Regions from separate parts of the Sus scrofa genome. Here regions 1, 3, 4 and 5 are each linked to region 2. A link is a contact called in public HiChIP or PLAC-seq data. All regions are on one chromosome and are shown on one strand. Each heading gives the region's core, a stretch centred on a gene start, on an enhancer-like site or on the middle of the called end of the contact. The rest is flanking DNA. Distances are from core to core; before and after follow the strand shown.

What was found. HiChIP or PLAC-seq counts read pairs in DNA pulled down with a chosen protein or histone mark.
Region 1: an H3K27ac HiChIP or PLAC-seq map of skeletal muscle shows a contact between it and region 2, with 7 times the contacts expected there. The contact joins two enhancer-like sites. A contact is called at or near these places in 1 of 47 Hi-C or Micro-C datasets (heart right ventricle) and 1 of 2 datasets of contacts at active chromatin or transcription factors (skeletal muscle).
Region 3: an H3K27ac HiChIP or PLAC-seq map of skeletal muscle shows a contact between it and region 2, with 13 times the contacts expected there. The contact joins two enhancer-like sites. A contact is called at or near these places in 6 of 47 Hi-C or Micro-C datasets (embryonic fibroblasts, fibroblasts, liver and 1 more) and 1 of 2 datasets of contacts at active chromatin or transcription factors (skeletal muscle).
Region 4: an H3K27ac HiChIP or PLAC-seq map of skeletal muscle shows a contact between it and region 2, with 7 times the contacts expected there. The contact joins the promoter of C9H1orf21 here to the enhancer-like site in region 2. A contact is called at or near these places in 1 of 5 promoter capture datasets (liver), 7 of 47 Hi-C or Micro-C datasets (brain, embryonic fibroblasts, fetal heart ventricle and 2 more) and 1 of 2 datasets of contacts at active chromatin or transcription factors (skeletal muscle).
Region 5: a contact with region 2 is called in an H3K27ac HiChIP or PLAC-seq map of skeletal muscle, with 4 times the contacts expected there. The contact joins two enhancer-like sites. A contact is called at or near these places in 1 of 47 Hi-C or Micro-C datasets (embryonic fibroblasts) and 1 of 2 datasets of contacts at active chromatin or transcription factors (skeletal muscle).

Annotation. Positions count from the first base shown.
Region 1 is chr9:125,512,308-125,515,007 of Sscrofa11.1, reverse strand. No RefSeq gene overlaps it. Among named protein-coding and RNA genes, the nearest start is that of C9H1orf21, 99 kb to the left of the region's middle. Within about 2 kb of position 1,412, at least 3 of the 83 cell types and tissues checked have an H3K27ac peak or open chromatin away from gene starts, as enhancers often do. A contact at or near this core is called in skeletal muscle, where this site is marked.
Region 2 is chr9:125,908,883-125,911,582 of Sscrofa11.1, reverse strand. EDEM3 (ER degradation-enhancing alpha-mannosidase-like protein 3) reads left to right here. Exons shown (of 20, transcript XM_021102628.1): 20 at 1-2,700. Among named protein-coding and RNA genes, the nearest start is that of EDEM3, 73 kb to the left of the region's middle. Within about 2 kb of position 1,317, at least 12 of the 83 cell types and tissues checked have an H3K27ac peak or open chromatin away from gene starts, as enhancers often do. A contact at or near this core is called in liver and skeletal muscle, where this site is marked.
Region 3 is chr9:125,467,370-125,470,069 of Sscrofa11.1, reverse strand. The region is part of intron 1 of LOC110255527 (a long non-coding RNA gene); the gene reads left to right. Among named protein-coding and RNA genes, the nearest start is that of C9H1orf21, 140 kb to the left of the region's middle. Within about 2 kb of position 1,404, at least 1 of the 83 cell types and tissues checked has an H3K27ac peak or open chromatin away from gene starts, as enhancers often do. A contact at or near this core is called in skeletal muscle, where this site is marked.
Region 4 is chr9:125,611,820-125,614,519 of Sscrofa11.1, reverse strand. It overlaps C9H1orf21, which reads right to left and starts at 1,438. Exons shown (of 6, transcript XM_003482739.3): 1 at 1,014-1,438.
Region 5 is chr9:125,591,245-125,593,944 of Sscrofa11.1, reverse strand. No RefSeq gene overlaps it. Among named protein-coding and RNA genes, the nearest start is that of C9H1orf21, 20 kb to the left of the region's middle. Within about 2 kb of position 1,339, at least 3 of the 83 cell types and tissues checked have an H3K27ac peak or open chromatin away from gene starts, as enhancers often do. A contact at or near this core is called in skeletal muscle, where this site is marked.

The DNA.
Region 1 (2,700 bases), core at 163-2,662, 400 kb after region 2:
ACAATGCCAGATCCTTAACCCACTGCCCCACAAGAGAACTCTCAAAAGCCCCCTTCTTTCCTGCTGCAACCATTCTCCCATATTCATTGTTCACATGCTTTCAACTCCATGGCAGATAAGATACAAGACAAATTCAAGATGCTTAAGCCTTACTCTTGCAGGAGTTTTTAAGTCAGCAATTTGTTTTCTTTTGTGCTGCACCTGTGGCATATGGGATTCCCAGGCTAGGAGTCAAATGGAGCTGGCCTCCTGGCCTATGCCACAGCCACGGCAATGCCAAATCTGAGCCATATCTGTGACCTAAGCCACAGCCTGCAGCCATGCTGGATCCTTAACCTACTGAGGGAGGCCAGGGATGGAACCTGCATCCTCACAGACATTACATGGGGTCTTTAGCCCACCGAGCCACAGTGGGAACTCCGAAGTCAACAATTTTTAAATCATTGGAGGGTCTGTTTATTTTCTAAATCCTACCATGCCACATTCCTATAAGGCCTTTTCAGGTGGGGTTAGAGTAAGCTGCCACCTCACTGCGCTCGCTAAGCATTTTGTACCTGGTCACTGCCTAGATCCCATTGTCTTGTGCCTCCTTACTGTCTCACCTGCTCCTTTCCACTCCAGGCTCCAGGCTGGGCGCTCCAAAGCCTGCAGGACGTGCATATGGGGATGGACCATGCCTGCTTGTGCAATGGACAGCACCCCAAGAAAGCCCCATCTATAGGCCCTGCCCTCCCACCCTGAGTGCCTCAACTCTGCTTTCCTGGGTGCATCCAGGGAAACAGAAAAATCACTTCCCCTGTGTAGCTTTGGGATCTGCTGAGGATTCAGCTTCATCCTCGAGTCCATGAATTGACGGTCAAGCCTGGCAGGGAGTACCTGTCTCAGACATTTGGGGCTGATGTCTGTCCCCGCTGTCTCAGGTCAAAGGGATAAGCAACTGTAACCCGAGTGGAGCAGGGAGTAAGCAGGCATTGAGCTGACTCTGAGGACTGGACGATTTCGGCCCCTAGCAAACCGCCGTGGAGAAAGGATGCGTTCAGATGGTGCTCACTAGTAAGCTTGATGACACTCTCTCATGACCTCCCTAGAAACCTCCCAGGAAGGCTCCTGTTTGCCGCTGCAGGTTCTCTGGCCTCGTGAAGGCTGAGACTAGGCTGCTGAGGACGTAGCACATTCTAAACCCTGAGCTCTCTTGGGATGGTGCCCAGAGCAAGGTTCTGGGAACACAAAATATTTCTGCAACCCCTGGGGTGAAGCTACTGATGGAAGCAGCCGGGGTGAAATCTCAGCAGGGGCTTGTGCTTCCCCAGCCTTCGCCCTCCTCCCTTCCAGCAGGGATGTAAGTAAAGCCAGTGGCCAGCCATCTGGAGGTCCTTAAAGGGACCGATGGTTGGGTTGTTATCACCAGCCAAGGCCATGACCCAGTGCTCAGAACTGCGGCCAATTCCCATGTGTCACTAAAATGATCCCACAACTAGCTAACACTCAACCAGCCAGGCCCTTCACATGAGTCATCTTATTTAAGACACCCTATGAAGTAAGTACTTTCATGTCTGAGTAACAAATGAGGAAGGTACATGGATATCCGAGCATCACAGAGTTTTGTGTAAATTTCAGAATTGGGAATTCTAACCCAGCAGAGACCAGAGGGCCACAGGCCATTCTGGTTCTGTTTCATGGACAGTTGGCAAAGGAGCCTTGGAAGAATTAGATCCAAAGGAATCATAAGGCAGCAGGAAGGAAAATAGTGGGGAGTCAAGAGTTCACTTGGACAGAACCGGAAAGGTAACACGAATGCTTTATCCGACAGCCACCAGCTCCATAGGGTGACATGATTCCAGTGATGCTTCTTAAACAAAAAAACTGCCTCAAGGAGACCCATGGGTGGGCTGCTGAGCCCCATCAGGCTCTCCGGAAATCCGAGATGCATGTGCCTCCCGCCCGACACACACATGATGAAACAGACACACAGACACACCGTGAAACACAGTGCACCGACATCAAAGGCGTAGACAGCCTTCTGTTCCCTTCTGCTTTCTGGATTTCCGGCAGTCTGCAAAGTGTCCCAGACAGAAGAATTCAAAAGACTGAAACTGCAAAACTAGTCAGGGGCAAGACGCAGAGAGGAAGTTTCAAATGAGAAAACCTTTGCTTTTTTTCCTGGGAAGCACCTTAAGAGAAAAAAAAACACCTTTCTTTACAATCCATTTGAATTAAATCCAAAGCCAGTGAACAACTAGACCATACAAAACATTAAACACGAGGAAGGATTTTACCAGCCGCCAAGAGCTGCACACCCCACCTCCCCTCTGTGTCTTAGAATTGACCGCTCCCACCTTGGTCCCTACTGAAGTGCATAGATTCTTTTTTTTTGTCTTTTGTCTTTTTGTTGTTGTTGTTGTTGTTGTTGTTGTTGTTGCTATTTCTTGGGCCGCTCCCACGGCATATGGAGGTTCCCAGGCTAGGGGTTGAATCGGAGCTGTAGCCACCGGCCTACGCCAGAGCCACAGCAACGCAGGATCCGAGCCGCGTCTGCAACCTACACCACAGCTCACGGCAACGCCGGATCATCAACCCACTGAGCAAGGGCAGGGACTGAACCCGAAACCTCATGGTTCCTAGTCGGATTCATTAACCACTGCGCCGCGACGGGAACTCCCATAGATTCTTTTTAAATGATTCCTATGATACCTTTTTGCA
Region 2 (2,700 bases), core at 68-2,567:
GGGCCTTCCAAAGGGAAAGCTGTGACTACTCTGAAACGGAACTTAAGGTTATATCTTAGTAGGGTGAATTATAAATCTTTTCCAGTTCATTTCTTTGGAGGTGATTACCTCTTGCCATCAGCCTTACTCCATCCCATGTTTAGTACGCATTTTGAGCCACAAGGCCTGTGTTGCCAATATCTGAATACATTTTGTTCCATTTTTCTATCTTCGGGAGCCATGATAAAACTGTGGTAGTGATTTAAAAATTCTGGGGTAACTACTATTTTCCTCCTTTGAAACTATGATTTCTAAAGTTGCACCTAAGGAGTCTGTCACATTTTCTGTTGAATCATGGTTTTTTAAGTTTGCTTTTTTTAAAAAAACTAGTATTCCATCTGATATGGACTTGAAAATTAGTCTTTGGTAATCTGTGTAAAAAACTTACACAGTAGCAACTAACATACAGCCATATAGTTTAATGAGAGTCCGGCCCTCCAGCGTGTGTACGTGTGTTGTGTGTGTGTGTGTGTGTGTGTGGCAGTCTGGTGCTGGCCACATATAAGTTTTAAAAAGTTTGTTGTTGATATCTGTAGATAGCCCTGTAATTGAAATCATGGCTTTACTCATTTTATTTTCAAAGTTACCTGTATCATTTCTAAAGGAATATTTGAGAATTCCCCTTTTCTTTACCATGACATTATATAATAACCTTTTCTTAAAACAGTTTTTGAGGTACTGATGAACTTAAACTGTATATGGAGCTGTTAAAAGAACAGCAGTGCTGTATTGTAGTTATGTATATTCATGTACAGTCTTAGATCCCAGGTAAACAAACACATTCTGTCACAAGGGGATAAATAGCTACTTTCAAAAATTCCATCTAAACTTAATTGGGTCAGTGAGTAATCTAATAGAGAATTCACATTGGGGGGGTGGCGGGGGAAGAGTAGTAAACAAGACCTTTATTGGCCCTTAATTAAACCTGACACCAAAATGGCTATTTTTAGTCTCTCTGCATGTGAAATTTGGTGTAAGAAGATAGAACTATAATACATACAGTCTATGGAAGGATAGACTGCTTTGTTCATCTTCATTGCAAAGCCACCAAAATAGCTGAAGCTTAATTACTTGACTTGCCTTGATTCATAGGACTGGGGCTTGGAGAAAAGGAGCAGATGTTCCTTTAAAACTTGGATTACAGAGCCTTATGTACATTGATTTTGTATTTGTAGCACAGAGCCATTGTTGTCTAAATCTGACTTATCTAAGTTAACAAAACAACATAGTTTTGTGTCCAGCAGAGGTCTTGTGGCATCCTAGGAAAAGCCAGACTACTGCCACTCTCCCTTCCTTTGGCCGTTAGGGGGAGCTGTTGCCATTGAGGTCTAGAAGCAAATTGTTCACTCGTTTCGAAAATGAATCGTTTAAAAAAAAGAAGGAAGAAAGAAAAGAAGAAAAAAAACACCCAGAAGGAGTTATTCTTGATTTTTCCCTAGCTAAGAAAAGAAGGTAACATGTTCAGTTTCAGATTCCGACATTGTCCTTGACTCTCTCCATTCTTAATTGACATACTGCCACAAAGCTGTTTTTGAGTTCATTAAAAACTTTCAATACCATTAGGCTTTTTTTTTTTTTTAATGTTTTGTTTTTTAAATACCTTTTATAGCATTTTCTTTACTTCCTAAAGATTCAGGAGATTCTGTGTGACCCTGAATTTTAGAAACATCTGGTCTACCTCAGTTAAGTGTTGCCTGTACAGAGAGAGAGCTGAAGTGATCACCACAGCCATAAAACTGTTTGACTAAGAAGGATTTATGCAATGTTTACAAACCTGGAATCAAGTAAGGATTTTATCTGAAAGTTAAAATCAGATATTAGAGAAAGTATTTAATTCAGGTATTTTCAAGTTTTAAAACGTAACCTGTTTACCTAATAGAAATAGTTTTTTTCTGCTTTGGAAAGTCCATTGAAATGACATACCCTAATTTGCAGTGCTTTCTCCATAAAGTTTAGGTGTGAAAGAACTGTAATGTACCAGATACGTTTGGAATGAGAGCTTTTGTTGGGTAGGTTCTTTTTCTTTTTTAACTTTTAATAGGCTTCCAACAAGAATACCATTGTTGTTCAGAACAAAAATTTTTTTTACGTTATACTTTCCCTTTTTCCCCCACAGTATTAGGAATTAAAATGAAAAATTGTGCACTCTCTGATTTGACTTCTCTAATTACTCTGTCAAGATATTTTTTTCTAATTACCACCACAGCCCTTTTTATAGGAAAACCAGCATTTGTTCCCTCACCAAACCCCATGCCAAATTCATCATAAAGAAAGCTCAGCATAAGTAATTCAAATAGTGCTTATAATTGGGGGGGGGGCATTTAATAAATATTCCAACCGGTCGTTTTATGCACAAGGCTTCAGTCAGAACATAGAAAAAAAAAAACATTCTGTGAATGAAATATTGTATGTTCAGATTTTATAAAAGACATTTTTAAAAGCCCAATTTACAGCCGTATATTTTCTTATGATGTAATTTATGAAAAAGATGTCTGTACTAACAGGTGCTGTAACACTACTGTTGTTGGATTTTATTGTTTGGTGATAAATGTATACCATATTTCTAAGGGAAACTATGTACTGTGATGTAAAAGTCTGGGCAAAATGTATATAATCCTTGTATATAATTGTGTATTTGATTATAATTACTGATTGTAAAGA
Region 3 (2,700 bases), core at 155-2,654, 440 kb after region 2:
GGAGAGACTTTCAGCCAATCAGTGGGAGGGGGAAAGTGGATGGAGGTCCTGGGCAAGAGGAGGCTGCAGCTGCCCAGAGCTCGAGGGGTGGCTGGTGAGGGAGGGAAGGGGAGGGAGGAGACACCTGAGTGATGAGGCTCAGGAAGGCTCGGAAGGTAGAGCTTGGGCCTGATGGAGCTGAGTGCTAGCGTAGGACAGGCGGCAGGAAGCCGGAGGATTCATGGAAAGCCCTTAGGAGAGACGCTGTCCATGAGACCCCCTCCCCAGCACATGCAGCTGCCGAGTATCCATCTCCAAAGGAAACTAGGGTGTCCTTCAAAGCACCGAATGGCCCCAGAGCACAGACTGCCCTTGAAGCATTGAAAGTCCTTCTGAGGAAGGCGGGCCTATTGTATCAACATCCGAATGCAGTGGTCCTCAACCATATTTTGCCCCCCAGAGGACATTTGACAGTGTCTGGAGAAGACATTTTTGGTTGTCTGCGAGGACAACCAACTTGGGACAGGAGCTACTGGCATCTGGAAGGTGGAGGCCAGCAGTGCTGCTAAACGTCCTGCAATGCACAGGAGAGACCCATACAACACAGAAGCATCTGGCCCCAAATGTCGGTGGTGCCAAGTTTGAGAAACCCTGCTCTAACACAAAGCCCTCCAGTTTGTCAAGTTCCCCCAAACCCCAAGCAGTGCTGCATGTCCATTTCGGCAACATCACCAACGATCAACTCAATCAAGGCCCTGGCCAGTGCCTGGTGCTGTGCGAGATGCTTTATGGCGGAACCAGGAGACAGGTCACTGGGAGCACGGAGAAGTGGGGGGTTTCAGTGTTGCTTGAAAAATTCTGAGAGTGTACAACCACATTTTTTTAAAAGAAGGAAAAGAAAGCCTGAGAATTAGTTAAGAGCAAAGAAAGAGTTCCTGTGCCATGCCCGGGGTGACAAAGGGTTGACCACAATACCCATCAATGGCCAGCAGAGGGCAGCTGGGGCAACAGAGCAGGAGTAGGGGAATTTCTGCCCTTCAAGGCGACAATGCCAATAATGAGGATGCACTAGCAGAAGTCAGGAGTTCAGCTGGAATCAAACACAGGAGAAAGAGAAGATAGTTGCTCACTGACTCCAGGACAACACAGATTTCACGTGGTTGAGAGATGAGACCATGGAAAAACTGGGAACCCAGGGATGTTGGCCCAGGTGGCATTGGGCTTGGGCTGGAAAGCCAGATCCGTTGCCAGGTACTGGGCTCACAACAGAGCAAGAGGAAATCGGCCTCTGACATGCTTTCAAGGGGCAACTGGGTGCGGGTAACATTCACCTGCTCCTCTTCTCAGCCTCCACTCTGCTTCTCATGGGTCCAGTGCCTGGGATAGCAGTCAGAGGACAGCAGAAAGGACGGAGCTGCAGGGCACGCAGTGATGTAAGTCCCTCTGGAAGAGGTAAAATTCAGAGCTGCCAGGAATGTGGAAACCTGACCCTGGTTGGAAGCGGACGATTCTATGTCCCTGCCAAACAGTCTCAGGATGGCCCTGCAAAGCCAGCATCTCACTCCAGGGCAGCCTACACAGATCTCCTTTACAAATCACCCCTATCGGAACTCTTTTGTAGAAGTAAAGCAAAGAAGGCGATCCCTTTAGGGGCATTTACAGGGAGGACATGGAGCTATTCTGGGACAACACAGGTGAAATTTTGAGGACCAGTGAACAAACAGGGCCACCTCCCAGTAGTCATTTTTATCATTACTGATGATAATGGCTTACCCATTCTCCAAGTTTATTTCATGGATGTCTGAAATAGAATCAAGTCTGAACATTGCAGAAATCTCCCTTATTTACGAAGCATGAAGAGGAGAAGGTCTGAATGCCCAGGAATTTGGGCTGGAGCTGATATAACCTCCACATGCTAGGTGGGATACCATTGCTGACCTATTCTAGAAGTCCAGTAACACTGGCACACAACCACTTCAAGTGTGCAATATTCTGGTTTATTTGCTATTTTAAAAAACACTTTTTGCTTGTTATCTATCAGAACCAGAAATAATTTTCCAATACCAAAAAAAGTGGGGGGTGGGGATGAAATACATGTTATTTAAGTACTGGCCACTGCCCTAAGTACTTTTTCTATTCTGACATTTAATCCTGAGAACAGTCATTTGCGTAGTTATTATGACGCCACTTCACAGACGAAGAAGCCAGCGTTCTAAGATATCACTGTAAAAAACTAACACGTTTTTATGAAGCGCTTTCTATACCAGGAACTGAGCTATACTCTGGGGGAAACAGATAAAGTACCAGAGTCTCCCCCATGCCGGTAGGATTTGATATGCACCCGGACAATTACATATTAGAAACACTCTAATGGAAATGGGAGCTCCTGGGATCTGCCTGAAGGAGCCAGGGATGACTTCAAAGTGAGGTGACACCCACTGACTCTGGAAAGGACAGGGATTTTCCAGTCCTCCCGCCTACCTGATGTCATACCCTTGTGCTGTGGCAAAGTGAGCTTGCCAGTTTCCATGGAAATTCCCTGCAGGCTAATCAAAGCCCACTTAAATTTAAAATGGGTAGAGCCTGATATTCTCTGATGCATCCCAGTGTCTACTTCTACAAGTAGGGTTCGGTGGTCCATCATGAACCTTTGGGGGAATCCTTAAGATGGGACAAGACTGATAAAGTAGCTGACCGGCTGGCTGTCACCACCCTTTCTTC
Region 4 (2,700 bases), core at 189-2,688, 300 kb after region 2:
GTCATCCCCCAGGATTAATGAGTTGTTGTTGTGTATATATTTTTATCTCTGACCGTGCAACTCTTGGAGCAAAGAAAGCCACCTCAATTTCCACCATCGTGCCTGATCCAATTCAGAGCTTTAGAAGAGGGATGAATGGGAAATGAGAGCCTCTAAACCCAGGGGCTTCTCTCACACAAACGGTAGGAGCTGGGGGGGGGGGGGAATCCCTCGGAGGAGGTGGGGGGCAGGGTGGAAGATGGGGAAGGACATCGAGCAGAAGACCAGAGGCAGCTGCGGCGGCCGCACTCCGAGAACTGCCTGCAGAGGGGAGTGAAATCTTTCCCTTGTACAATAACGAAGCACCCTCTGGCTGCCTCGCATGGGCACGAATAATAAATACATCGAGATGGGCAAACAGCTGCACGGAAACAAGCCACCCCAAAAAGGTCAAAACTTCAAAAATCCCAGGGATCACAGCACCCACACAAACACATCAATCTGTCGGAGCGGGAGAAGAGACTTGGAGATTTAGCAAAGGATTCTAAATTTTGTGTTTTCTTCCAAGCTCTGGCTTGCAAAGTACGGCGGCTACAGGCAAAGCTCGAGAGGAGCAGGAAAGGCTGAGGGCGGCGGGGGTGCGGGTGGCAAGGGAGGGGTGTCGAACCCCAGCCACCCAGGCCTCAATGTGACCAAAGTCGTCAGCAGCCCCAACCGCATCCCAGTCCCTCCGCCCCGGCCAGCAGACGCCCCCTCCAGCTCCCCGCACCCCAGCTTCCGTCCCCTGCAGCCCCGCCGGCCCCGCAGCGGCGGCGGTAGCCCCAGCAGCCCCAGCAGCCCCGGCCCCAGCCGCCCCAGCCGCCCCAGCCCGGGCCGCGGGCCGGCAGCGCCAAGACCGCGGCTCGCATCCCCGCCGCGCGGCAGGCACCCCGCAGGCCTCCCTCCCAGCCCACCCGGGCGCGCCGGGGAGCGGAGCCCGGGCGGGCTGCGCCGCCAACTCCCGCCGCCCCGGGCTGGCGGGGGCTCACGCTTACCTTGGGCGCTCGCGGGGGGGCTGAAGGTGGCAAGCCTCCCGCCCCCCGCCCGGGTGCTCCTCGCCTGTTTTCTTCCTCCCTCCTCCTCCTCTTCCTCCTCCTCCCCACAGTCAGACGGGGTCTCCCCCTCCTCCCAGCTGCCGGGAGTAAGAGCCTAAGCCCCCGAAGCCCGGCCCGCGTGCGTGCGTGCGTGCGGGAGGCGGCGGCGCGCGGCCAGCTCGCCAGTAACTGAGCGCGGCGCGCGGCTCCCAACTCAAGTGTGAAAGAAGCGGCGGCCGCAGCGGCCGCGGCACGGAACGTCCCCCCGGGAGTGGGCAGGGAGCGAGCTGGAGCCGGCGGGCTGCGAGCAGGGGAGGGGACCGGGACGGAGGGAGGGAGGGAGGGAGGGAGGGAAGGAGGGGACCTCCTCGCCCAGTCACTCACTCGAGGGGCGGGAGCAGCCGGCCACGCCCCCACCGCTGGCCCCTCCCCGCGCCCGGCTCCCGCGCGGGTCCAGCTCCCCGCCTCGCCCCCGGGAGGGGCCTGCCCTGCCGAGGCCGTGAGGGCGCCCCGCACCCTGGAGCAAGAGACTGGGCGAGGGGGGTGCCAGGGCTGCAGAAAAGGAAAGAGGACGAGCACGGGCGTGTGTGTCTGTCTCCGTTTGTGTGTATGTGTGTGTGTGTGCGCGCGCGCGCGCGCATCCAGCACCGGCCGGCCAGCGGGAAGGGAGACCCCGGCGGGAAAGCTGCGTCCTGAGTCTGGCACCCGGGCAGTGGCGTGGGAGCCGCGGGGCCGCTCGGAGGCCCGGACGGCCCAGTTCTGCGAGAAACCCCAGCCAGCCCTTGGGCCCAGCCGCGGGGCTGCGCCTGCTGGAAGCCGAAGAAGGGAAGGCCGGGCATCCTCGGCTCGCCGCGCGGCCCCTCCCCTTGCTGGACCGGCGGGCGCTCCCAGGCGGCCCCGGCCCCGACACCAAACCGCCTTCCTCCTGCCCTGGAGCCGCAGCGCCTGCAACGTGAATGGAGCGTTGGCTCCTGGGCAGAAGCGGCACTGGGGAGGGTAAGGAGCCAGCCGCGACCCCTCCCGAGACTTAGCGCCCTACAGCCCCTTTGGCCCCTCCCGGCCTCTTGGGACTAAAGGGCGGAGGCCGAGCCTGCGTGGCGTGTGAGATGATTGGGGATTCAGAAAGATCGCCGCCCACACTTCACCTGCTTGGTGTTTTGTGTATGTGGACACTCACAAGAGGTCAACCAATGTCTCACCCTTTGGGAGAAGGGATTTTTCTCCCTTTTCTGGTCCTATCGGGTGTGTTTCGTGTGCTCACCGAATTGATCTTTCAACATTGATAGCGATTGGATGCCTTTTGTGTGGCTTCCTCGCGCTTGGCTGCTCCTGTATTGCCCCAGACACGTGAGGAATGCCAGGCCTCCCGAGTGAGGACACCCAAGAAAACAATAGGGGCAAAAGATCCTCCCAAACCGAATTACTTCTCACTTTGGGCCCAGATATGTTGGAAAATGGGGAAGGACACATCAGAGCTGTGACAGTGATGACACACTTAATTGAAAAGCAAATTAATAATTTAGTTTAATGAAATGAGTTAATAACCCATCTACAATGGCTAGGAAGTCAGCCTTCTTGAGAGAAAAAAAAAAAAAAAAAAGGTTTTCCAGCGCTCTCACTTTTTTTGATTTGAAAGGCTGGTATTACA
Region 5 (2,700 bases), core at 90-2,589, 320 kb after region 2:
TTGCCGTGAGCTGTGGTGTAGGTCACAGACGCGGCTTGGATCTAATGTTGCTGTGGCCATGGTGTAGGCTGGCAGCTGTAGCTCCGATTTGACCCCTAGCCTTGGAAACTCCATATGCTGCAGGAGTGGCCCTAAAAAGCAAAAAAAAAAAAAAAAAAAAAAAAAAAAAAAAAAAAAAAAGAAGAAGAAGAAGAAAAAGAAACTAAGAGAGGAATAATGAGTAAAAAATCTTTTTTCCAACAGAAAAATCCCCGATACTAAGATGCAGGTTTTTGGAGTAAGCAGACACTAAGTATAAGACAACATTCTCTCACATCTAATTATATGGCTAACATAGATATGTTAGTTAGGATGCTTTAGGCAGTAAGAACATAATCCACCAAAAGTGGCTTAGATAAGAAAGACATATACTATCTCACATAATAATGAAATACAGAGGTCAGGTAGTATCTGGGTCTCTAATTCAGCAGCTCAAGGGGAAATAAAGATGATGCTTTCCATCTTTCTACTGCATCATTCTCACCACGTTGCCTTTTGGCTCCAGACATGTTCTTTTACGGTTACAAGATGGTTACAGCAGCTCTAAGCATCACATCCTCAAATCTATATATAGTGGCCTAACAAGAAACATCTTCCTTTGCATTCCTTTTGAACAACAAGAACTTCCCCAAAGCTCTTTCTACTCTCATAATTGGCCAGAATTAGAAGTCACATGCTTATTCCTAAGCCAATCACTGGCAAAGGATGCTGAATTACCACAATGTTGCCAAACCATCAATTTGAACCTCTGGGGCTGGGGAGGAGGCCAGCATTCCCTGAAGAATATGTCCATCTGATTCCTGAACAAAATGGAAATTGGCTGGTGGCAGGAAAATATGGGTCTGAGGTAGGCAGCCGGAGAGACAACCACAGCAGAGTTTCAAAGCAGAAGTCCCTCCAGGCCAGGGGCGATTCCATTAAGGGGACCTTCCCTGATGACCACTGGGCTTGACCTTGCTTCACAGATGAGCTTCTCTTACAGGAATGAGTTTTGCTGATCTTTAGGATAGCTGCTAAGGACACCCTGTGCTGTATATTCTGCTGGTTCATATTACGCCACCTTGACCTGAAGCCAAATTATGCATAAGCGTTCTAAAATGGTTTATGGCTAGGGGAAGGCGGGCTGATGTCATTTGTCAAATGTGGCACTCTAGAATTATCTTACCAATATAAAACCAGGCAAAAGCTTTTCCACAGGAAAATGTGTTTTTGAAACAAGAATGAACACCCTAGAACTTACTTCATGTGGAATAATGGAATAACAGACTCAGCCCATTGCAGTAATGGTGAGGGGAGTGAAAAAATGGTGACCAGTGACCAGGTTTAAACTCAGAGAAAAATGAAAATGGGTGGTGCTTCTTGAGTTGATCCTTCTTTGTAAAAGTGAAATTATGAGCTCCTTAGAAATGGAGAAGTTTGCTTTTTATATTCAAATTACTCAAAGGTAGAAGGGACTTATTAATATACTTTAAAAAATATCCCTAGCATGCCTAACATACTGCTTTATACATAGTATGAATAGCTATCTTTTGATCAATGGATTGCAGTGAGGTTCCTTCATGAAATCACCAAACCAAGAAGAAGACCCAAGTACTGGCTACCTTGGCAATATCAGTAGGGAAAAGCTTACTTGACAGACGTAGAAGCTAGCCCTGAGTTTATATCTGAGGTTCTCAGCTATGGCTACACGTTGAATCACCTGCAGGGCTTTCAACACCTATACCTTGGTCCTATCCCCAGAGTGTCTGATTTGGTATAAAGCTTGGGTATTGACATGGTTTAAAGGCTCTCCAGGTGATTCTGATGTGCAGTCAAGGTTGAACTACTGCATCAAAATCACCTGGAGGGTTTATTAAAACTCAGGTTGCTGGGCTAAAATTCAGAGTTTATGATCCAGCCAATCTGAGGTGGGGCCCCCAAATTTGTATTAACAAGTTTCCAGGAGCTGCTGCTGCTAGTGGTTGGAAGGGACACACTTTAAGAACCCCCACTCTAGAGCACAGTGTAGCCAACCCACAAACTCATATAAGTTGTAAGTCTATGCAGGTTATCTAGCTGGAGGTCTGTTCTTGTGTGGCCATAGCGAAGAATGGTCCTACATTTTGAAAGGGTCGTAAAGAAGCTAAAGCAAAGCAGCAGTGATAAAAATAAAGAAAAATATGCCACACAAACCGTGTGGCCTGCAAAGCCTAAAATATTTAATATCTGGCCTTTTACAGAAAATACTTGCTGATTCTTGCTCTAGAGGTTCTTGAGGTCCGATCGAAAAAAGCAAGAATCCTAAAGGGTAAGAGAAAAATTTTGATGAGAAAAATTGTTCTAGAGGCATGGGGGGAGCTCTAAACAGCTGAAAGATTATTAACCCCCTACTATGTGTCAAGAGAATGGCATAATTTCATTTAGCCTGACAACAATGCTATTATTATCACTCCTGTTTTATAGATCAGGAAATCGAAGCTCAAAGAGACATTTATTTACTTACTCGTATAGAAAGCTAGTACATGATAAAAGATTTCTATCAACTACCCTAGGTCCTAGGAAAAGCTCAGAATTCTGTTTAGAAATGGATGTCTCCCAGAGCCAGTCTAAAAATATAATAAGCAATAAAAACCTGGACTTTTTTCTAGTGGCTCAATTCAATTTGTTATTGACGGTGTTGCA